Linked DNA regions of Mus musculus: region 1 is linked to region 2. Evidence: chromatin contacts called from public promoter capture Hi-C data. All regions are on one chromosome and are shown on one strand. Each heading gives the region's core, a stretch centred on a gene start, on an enhancer-like site or on the middle of the called end of the contact. The rest is flanking DNA. Distances are from core to core; before and after follow the strand shown. Region 1 holds the start of Ece2 (endothelin converting enzyme 2). Region 2 holds the start of Cyp2ab1 (cytochrome P450, family 2, subfamily ab, polypeptide 1).

Region 1 (4,419 bases), core at 1,658-4,157, 300 kb after region 2:
TACTAGTTTTACTCTATTATAGGTCTTGGACGATGATAACAATAATTAAAATACCAGGGCACGGTGGTGTATACTTATAATTCCAGTACTTGGGAGGCAGAGGCAGGGAGATCACTGCATGTTGGAGGCCAGCCCTGGCTACATAGTGAGACTCTATCTCAAACGAATAAAGCCGGGCAGTGGTGGCACATGCCTTTAATCCCAGCACTCAGAAGGCACAGGCAGAAAGATCTTTGCATTAGAGGCCAGCCTAGTCTACAGAGTGAGTTTCCAGGACAACCAAGGCTACACAGAGAAACCCTGTCCTACAAAACAAAAACAAAAATAAATTAAAACCAGGCAGGCTTGTTGATACCAGCTACTAGGGAGACCGAGGCAGAAGAATTGAAACTTTACGGTCAGCTTGGGCAACTTAGTGAGAATTTCCATTATTATTATTATTATTATAGGGTCTTGGGATGGCACAGTGGGTAAGCACACTTGATGCTAAGCCTGCTGACCTGAGTTTGATCTTAGGTCAGGAACATGGAAGAAGAAAGGGCCAATTCACACAAGTTGTTCTCTGACCTCCACTGTGTGCCACTGCCCTCACCCCAACACATCATACACACAAACACAAATATATACAGACATAAAAATTTTTTAAATGTTACTAATAACTTATTTAGACAGATTCAGTCACTATGTGGGCCTGACTGTCCTGGAATTCAATCTGTAGACCAGGTTGGCTTGAGTTCACATAGGTCCACTGGACTCTGCTTCCCAAGTGCTGGCATTAAAAGTGTGAAGCACCATACTCAGCCAAAATAGACTTTATTTTAAACACCTTATCCCTGAAAACATTATTTGAATTTTTTATTTTTTTAAAATATAATTTATTCTTTTTTGTTTTGTTTTTCGAGACAGGGTTTCTCTGTATAGCCCTGGCTGTCTTGGAACTCACTTTGTAGACCAGGCTGGCCTCGAAATTTAATTTATTCTTATTTTATGTGTACGGATGTTTTGCTTATGTGTGTCTGTGAATCATGTACAGTGCCTGCAGAGCCCAGTAGAAGGTGTTGGAGCCCCTAGAATTTGGATTACTGAAGGTTGTGAGCCTTTACGTGGCTGCTGGGAATTGAACTTAGGTCCTCTGGAATAGCGGCCAGTGTTCTTAACCATTGAGCCATCGATGCAGGCCCAAAATAAGTTTTTTTTTTTCCATTTTTTATTAGGTATTTAGCTCATTTACATTTCCAATGCTATACCAAAAGTCCCCCATACCCACCCACCCCCACTCCCCTACCCACCCACTCCCCCTTTTTGGCCCTGGCGTTCCCCTCCAAAATGAGTTTTTTAAGGTCCCAAATAATCTGGAGGTAGAATACCTATTAGCGGGTGCACGGCCCTTGGTTTAATACCCAGTATCTGGAGAAAACCAGATTGACTCACAATACACTCTTTATGTGCAGTTACTGTTCTTTTTAATTACGGAAACACAAGTTGAGCTAGATACCTTTTTTTTTTTTTTTTGCTGTTGTTTGTTTTGAGACAGGGTTTCTCTGTGTACCCTTGGGTCCTCTGAAACTCACTTTGTAGGCCAGGCTGGCCTTGAACTCAGAGATCCAACTGCCTCTGCCTCCCCAGTGCTAGAATTAAAGGAGTGTGCCACCACTGCCTAAATACTACTCTTATTTCCATTTTACAGATGGGGAAACTGAGTCTAAACCCAGAATTGTTCATCCTAACAGTGACACTGTGCTCTGTCTTGTTTGAGAACATGCAATTTGGGGATGGAACAGTTCCTAAGAAAGCAGTCTAGCACTTCTCAGCCAAATCCATTCATCTTGCATCGTTTCTCAGTCTCAAGAATAGCCCACGCTAGCACCACTTGCAATAAGATGTCTGAGAACTTAGGTGTGAATCAATAAATGAGTATCCATTGCCACTCACTACTTAAGGCTGCCTCAGATCACGGTTTGGTATTCTCCTGGTTAGGGAGAGGAAGAGGAGGCAATGCTTTGGTGTCCCCGTTCCCTCCGCAGCACTGTAAAAAACATGAGGCACTCCTTGGCGCAACAGACTGTAACACTCGCCTGCCTGTTTAAGGAATGACAATATGGAAGGCAGATGGTGATGCATGGATACCACACTGTTGCGTTTCAGTTAAATATTGCTTGGTGATTTTTTTTTTCCCTCTTGTAAACCTCCCAAATAAAATCGCTTGCCTTCCTGAGTTGGAAGTGTTAGCATGTCTTTTCTTTAAATATCTGTGCATGGCTGTTTTTTTCCCTGCCAATTTGTCACCATCTGTAACCCTCCCTTTATGAGATGATCCGATGACGGCAATTATCTTGGAGAGTGAAAGTGCCATCTTGAAGCAATGTGTAAGAGCGGCATTAGTGTGAGCTGTGTGTATAGTGCATGCTGCCGTAACACTTGGTATGTGCTTGTGTGTATCCCCAATGACAGTGGGCTTTTCTGTATATACATTGTGAAAATTCAGAATAGTTGCTTTAGAGTTTCTTTGTGCTTGGAGCCTTGTGCTGTTGTAGATATCCTATGGACACCTGTATAGAGGTGAACTGCCTGTGGTTTCCTGCTGTAAAAAAAAAAAAAAAAAAAAAAGACCCTGCAGACATTCTGCTAGGTAAAGGGGTTCCTCTCTGGGACATAACTCCTCTATGGTGTTTAAAAGTATTGAAGGCCTGAAATTTGGAAAGTCCGGGTTAAAAAAAAAAATTAGCAATGATTGGGCCTCAACCAAATGGAAGCAAATTATGGGTGGCTTGCCTGAGGGGCTCTCAGGCTTGATGGAGAGCAGCGGTTGCGCGGAACGTGGTCTGGGCGCGGATGCTGGCGGGGAGCCGCGCGCGCTCCGCCCCTCCCCCTCGCTCCCACCCCCGGGCGCGCCGCTGGGTCGGGGAGACCTGAGAAAGCCGGGCCGCCGCGGCCAAGCCAGGGGCTGCAGCAGTGACTGTGATGGAGGGCAGCGGCGGGGTTCAGCGGGTGGCCTGGGCCGTAGTTCCTGGGCGGGTCAACCTCGCCCAGCCCTAAGGCGCGGCCCGGCCTTGCTCCACTCCACCATGAACGTCGCGCTGCACGAGTTGGGTGGCGGAGGCAGTGTGAGTGATGGCCCTGGACTCCAGGGGAGAGGACCCGGGTGGAGAGGGCACAAAGTGTGGAGGGGCGGGTGTGAGTGAACTGGCAGCGTCTGGCTGGGACCCCGGCTTGCCTCGGTGATGGCGCTTCTTCTGCGGGTTGGAGAGGGATGGTGTCAGAGGGGACCCTAGTCTGAGAGTCTGACACCCGGGGAAGGTCCCTCTGTGCATGAAAGGAGGAAGCCGGTCCAGCGAGGGACACCCGAGCAGGGCCTTGGGCAGAAGGCCTAGCTGCCCAACCTCAGTTGGTGCTCCGAACTGTTTGCAGATGGTGGAGTACAAACGTGCTAAGCTTCGGGATGAAGAATCACCAGAGATTACAGTTGAAGGCAGGGCCACCCGGGACTCACTGGAGGTGGGCAAAGGGGTTCCCCTTTTCTCATCAGGCCTCACCTTTGGCATGATGCCTGCCTGCAGTAACCATGTGGCTGTTCTAGTGGGTCGCTTGTCCTGGTTTCCACTCCATCTCTGGCCTCTGCGCCAGGACTGTAGTGAGGCATTTCAAAGCCATGACGTTGCACAAAACAGGCTCCACCTGCCTCTTTGCTTTTGGGCCCGAAGTTAACCCCCACTCGCTATTTGCTCCATCACTCTGGAAACTGGCTGTACCTTCTTCATATCTTTATTTTCTGGGAGGACTTCTGCGATATTGGGTCCTTGCGATGCAACTCAATTGCGCCTGTCCTGTGTTCCCCAGGTGGGATTCCAGAAGAGGACAAGACAACTGTTTGGTTCACACACACAGTTGGAGCTGGTCTTGGCAGGCCTCATTCTAGTGTTGGCTGCCCTTCTTTTGGGCTGCCTCGTGGCTCTGTGGGTCCACAGAGGTAGGTGGGTTCACACCTGTTGGCAGCCCTCACAGCTAAGGGGGGCCAAAACCTGAAAGTCCTCTCAATATTTTTCTTTTTGGGGCTAGCCTTTCCAACTTCCTGCTGTCATCGGCTTCTCAAAAGGTTTTGCTTCTTCCACCCCGATTGATAGTCTCCTGCCTTCTGCCATGTCTCTTGCCACAGACCCAGCCCATAGCACCTGCGTCACAGAAGCCTGCATTCGAGTAGCTGGAAAAATCCTGGAGTCTCTAGACCGTGGGGTGAGCCCCTGTCAGGACTTTTACCAGTTCTCCTGTGGAGGCTGGATTCGAAGAAACCCTCTACCCAATGGACGTTCTCGCTGGAACACCTTCAACAGCCTCTGGGACCAGAACCAGGCCATACTGAAGCACCTACTTGGTGAGTGAAGACTGTCAATCGAAAGCTTCCTGTCTGACACATGGTCCAGC
Region 2 (3,986 bases), core at 141-2,640:
ACTGAGACTGTAACAGTAATGGAAAAGGAAAGGAGGGGCCTTCCTTTTCAGGGCGGGGTGAGGGAAGGAGTGCAAGTGACTGAATCTGGAGAGGGGTGCTGTGGGTTAGCTCAGTGATGCAACTGGCACGCACGAGTTAGTAACACATACACACACCACCCACACCCTTCCTTCTGAAACAAGGGACAGGAGAGTTGGAGGTGAGCTAGGGCGGCTAGCCATGAAGATGAGGGCAGTGGCACTATAAACCAAAGACTGCTGTTGAGGTGCCTGGTATGTGAGACATGCCTAGTGGGGTCCCTTGGCAGCTAGTGAGGAACAGTGCTAAGAGAAGCCAGTCACATCTAAGGGCCCTTGTCCAGTTCCCGGAGAGAAAAGGGAGAGAAAAAGGACATATTTAGTAGCCAGGAGAGTACTTTCTTTTGTGGCATGAAGCAAAAGAAGCAATGTAGGAGGGGAACTGAGAGATGAGAGAACAAATCAGAAGAAAGTTGGTGTAAACTGTAGCAGCAAGGGCAGCAGGGAGATTGGTGTAGATGTCCCCTCTGCTGTTGCGTCCCTCTCTGGAAAATGAACACAGTGCATAGAGGCAGTGGTTTTGGTTTGACAGTGCTGCCCAGCAGCTCTTCTGTAACAGCAGAGAAGAGCTACACCTGCACCGCGTAACACGAAGCGGGGGCGAGGAGACAGAGAGAGACAGAGAGAAAGAGACAGAGAGGTGACAGTTTTGATTTCCCTCCCTTGAGACAGGCTCTATGTAGCTCACTCTGGCATGGAGCTTGCGATGCTCTTGCCTCAGACTCCCAAGTGCTGGTTCTAGAGGGAGGCACCCCTGCAACTTACTGAAACATTGAATTTTTAAATTTTAAGCCATAGAGGCAAGTCCTCAAATTTTCAAAACTGTAATATATATATAATTTTTATACTTTTAATTTTTATTAAAAAACATGTTTTTTCATACAGTGTATTCTGATCATGGAGTCCCCCTTCTTCAGCTCCTCCCAGATCCTCCCCATCTCCACAGCCACCCAACTCCACATCCTTTCTTCCTCAACAAATAAAAAACAACAGCAAACCTAGAACAGGACAAAATAGGCAAATGGGGGAAAATAGCCAAAGAAAAATAACAAGAAACACATACAGACACACACACACACACACAAATCCCATAAAAACACAAAATCAGAAAACATAATATAAGATCTCTAAGGTTAAAAAGTAAGAAAGGAAGAGAAAGAGGGAGGAAGAGGGAGGGAGGGAGAGGGAGGGAGGGAAGAAGAAAGGAAGGTAGGTAGCTCCAGACAAAGCATTTCGTACCTTTGTTCTCTAGTACTATCCAGACAAAAACTCTCCAAAAATACCACTGACTTTGTTTTGTTTTGGTCATCTACTGCTGGGCATGGTGCCTGCCTTTAGGTGTGGTTTGTATAACCCTTGATATACTGTTCGAGAAAATTCATTATTCCTTTGTAAACAAGTGACAATTGGCCTCTGGGTTTATGCTCACTTCCCTTTTCAGGACTGGAACTCTGCCTGGGTTTCAGGACACGCCCTGTGCATGCTGCTAGGCTCTGTAAGTCCATCTGTCCTATTATATCTAGAAGACATCGTTTCTTTGGTGTCCTTTATCCTTATTGGCTCTTACAATCGTTCTGCCACCTCTTCCATAGAGTTCTCTGAGCACTGAGGTGAAAATTGTCCTTTCAATTTCTGTAAAGGATTGTGTTGGACTTTTGATGGGAATTGCACTGAATTGCTGTTGGTAGGATGCCATTTTTTTTCTGATCTGATCCATGAGCATGGGAGATCTTTCCATTTTCTGGTATCTTCTTCAATGTCTTAAAAATTTTATAATGCAAGTCATTTGCTTGTGTTGGGGTGACCTTCCCTAATGTTGTTCTTGTTTGACTAGAGTTACCCCAACACACACACACACACACACACACACACACACACACACACACACACACACACACAATGAGGTTATTGTGGAAGGTGGTATTTCCCTGATTTGTCATTTGTATATAGGAAAACTACTGATTTTTGGTGTTAATTTTGTATCCTGCTACTTTGCTGAAAGTGGTTATGAGCAGTCAAAGTTTATTGGTATAGATTTTAGTGTCATTTATGTATAAACATAAAAGATACATTGGCTTCTTCCCTTCCTGTCTGTATCCCTTTGATCTCCTTCAGTTGTCTTACTGCTCTAGCTAAGACTTCAAGCATTATATTGACCGGGGATGGAGAGAGTGGCCATCCTTGTGTTGTTCCTGGTTTTAGTGTAATTGCTTTGAGTTTCTCTTTGCTGGGGTTAATATTGCCTGTGGGCTTGCTGTAAAGTGCCTTTATCATGTTGAGGTGTATCCCTTGTAGCCCCAGTCTCTCCAGGCCTTCTCTTCATCTAATGAGATGCACCTGTGGTTCATGTCTTTCAGTCTGTTTATGTGGTGGATTACATTTTACAGTTTATGTAGAACCATTCTCTAGAATGAAGCCTATTTGATCATGGTGGATTTTTTTTTTGCATGTGTTCTTATATTCAGTTTGCAAGTATTTTATTGAGAAGATTTGCATCTATGTTCACAAAGGAATTTGGCCTGTATTTTTTTTTTTCTTTGTTGGGTCTTTGTGCAGTATCAGGATAACTGTGGTCTCATAAAATGAATTAGCCAAAGCTCCTGCTTCTATTTTGTAGAATACTTTGAAGACTGTTGCCCTTAATTATTCTTTGAATGTCTGGTAGAATTCTGTGCTAAGTCTATCTGCACCTGGGTGGTTTTTGGTGGAGGGACTTTTAAGTACTGCTTCTGTTTCACTAGGAGTTATCAGTCTGTTCAAATTGCTTATGTAATAGTGATTTAATATTGGTATAACATTGGTAGGTGGTATACATCAAAAATTTTATCCATTTCTTTCAGGTTTTCCAATTTGATGGAATACATATTTTTAAAGTATGCCTTTATGGTTATATGGATTCCTTCATTGTCTGTTATGTCCCTGTTTTTATTTCTAATTGTATTAATTTGGATCTTCTCTCTCCATCGTTTAGTAAATTTGGGTAAAGGTGTATCAATCTTACTTTCTCAAGGGACCAATTCTTCCTTTCATTGATTCTTTGTATTATTTTTGTTTTTTCTTCAGCCAAGCTTGATTACTTCCTTTGGGTGTGATTTGTGTTCTAAAGCCTTCAGGTGTCCTATTGAGTTGCTGATATAATCTCTCTCTCTCTCTCTCAGCACTTAGTGCTTACATTGAGTCCCATAGGTTTGGTTATGTTGTGTTTTTTGTTTTGTTTTGTTCTGTTTTTTGAGACAGAGTTTCTCTGTATAGCCCTGGCTGTCCTGGAACTCACTCTGTAGACCAGGCTGGCCTCAAACTCAGAAATCCACCTGCCTCTGCCTCCTGAGTGCTGGGATTAAAGGTGTGTGCCACCAGTGCCCGGCGGTTATGTTGTATTTTAATTTTCATCCAATTCTTTTGTTTGTTTGTTTTTTCGAGGCAGGGTTTCTCTGTGTAGCCCTGGCTGTCCTGGAACTCACTCTGTAGACCAGGCTGGCCTCGAACTCAGAAATCCACCTGCCTCTAACTCCAGAGTGCTGGGATTAAAGGCGTGTGCCACCACGCCTGGTAATCCAATTCTTAAACTTTTAAAATTTCTTAATTTCTGTCTTGACCAATTTTTCACTCAGTAGTACACTGTTCAGTTTCCATGAGTGTGTTTGCTTTCTGTTGTTGATATTCAGCTTTAATTGTGGTATTCAGATAAAATGCATGATGTTATTTGAATTTTCTTGTATCCATTGAGACTTGCTTTGTGCCTGAATATGTGGTCAATTTTGGAGAAAGTTCCATAAACTGCTGAGAAGGTATATTCTTTAGTTTGGGTGAAATGTTCTGCAAATATCTACTAGGACCATTTCATTATGTCGTCATTTAACTACAGCATTTCTCTGCTTAGTTTTCTCTGAATACCTGCCTATTGTAGA

Evidence for each region. Capture Hi-C pulls out chosen DNA fragments and counts their contacts.
Region 1: a promoter capture Hi-C map of adipose tissue shows a contact between it and region 2. The contact joins the promoter of Ece2 here to the promoter of Cyp2ab1 in region 2. A contact is called at or near these places in 14 of 39 promoter capture datasets (the 3T3-L1 cell line, 3T3-L1-derived adipocytes, the HPC-7 cell line and 9 more), 7 of 484 Hi-C or Micro-C datasets (CD8 T cells, the G1E-ER4 cell line, the HPC-7 cell line and 2 more), 3 of 115 datasets of contacts at active chromatin or transcription factors (bone marrow-derived dendritic cells, embryonic stem cells and pancreatic cancer cells) and 2 of 9 other capture datasets (adipose tissue and liver).

What each region holds. Positions count from the first base shown.
Region 1 is chr16:20,626,944-20,631,362 of GRCm38.p6, forward strand. It overlaps Ece2 (endothelin converting enzyme 2), which reads left to right and starts at 2,908. Exons shown (of 19, transcript NM_139293.2): 1 at 2,908-3,104; 2 at 3,409-3,495; 3 at 3,838-3,967; 4 at 4,154-4,369. The coding sequence starts at 3,066. Eef1akmt4-ece2 (Eef1akmt4-Ece2 readthrough) reads left to right here. Exons shown (of 20, transcript NM_177941.1): 3 at 3,409-3,495; 4 at 3,838-3,967; 5 at 4,154-4,369.
Region 2 is chr16:20,324,014-20,327,999 of GRCm38.p6, forward strand. It overlaps Cyp2ab1 (cytochrome P450, family 2, subfamily ab, polypeptide 1), which reads right to left and starts at 1,391. Exons shown (of 9, transcript NM_183158.3): 1 at 1,318-1,391.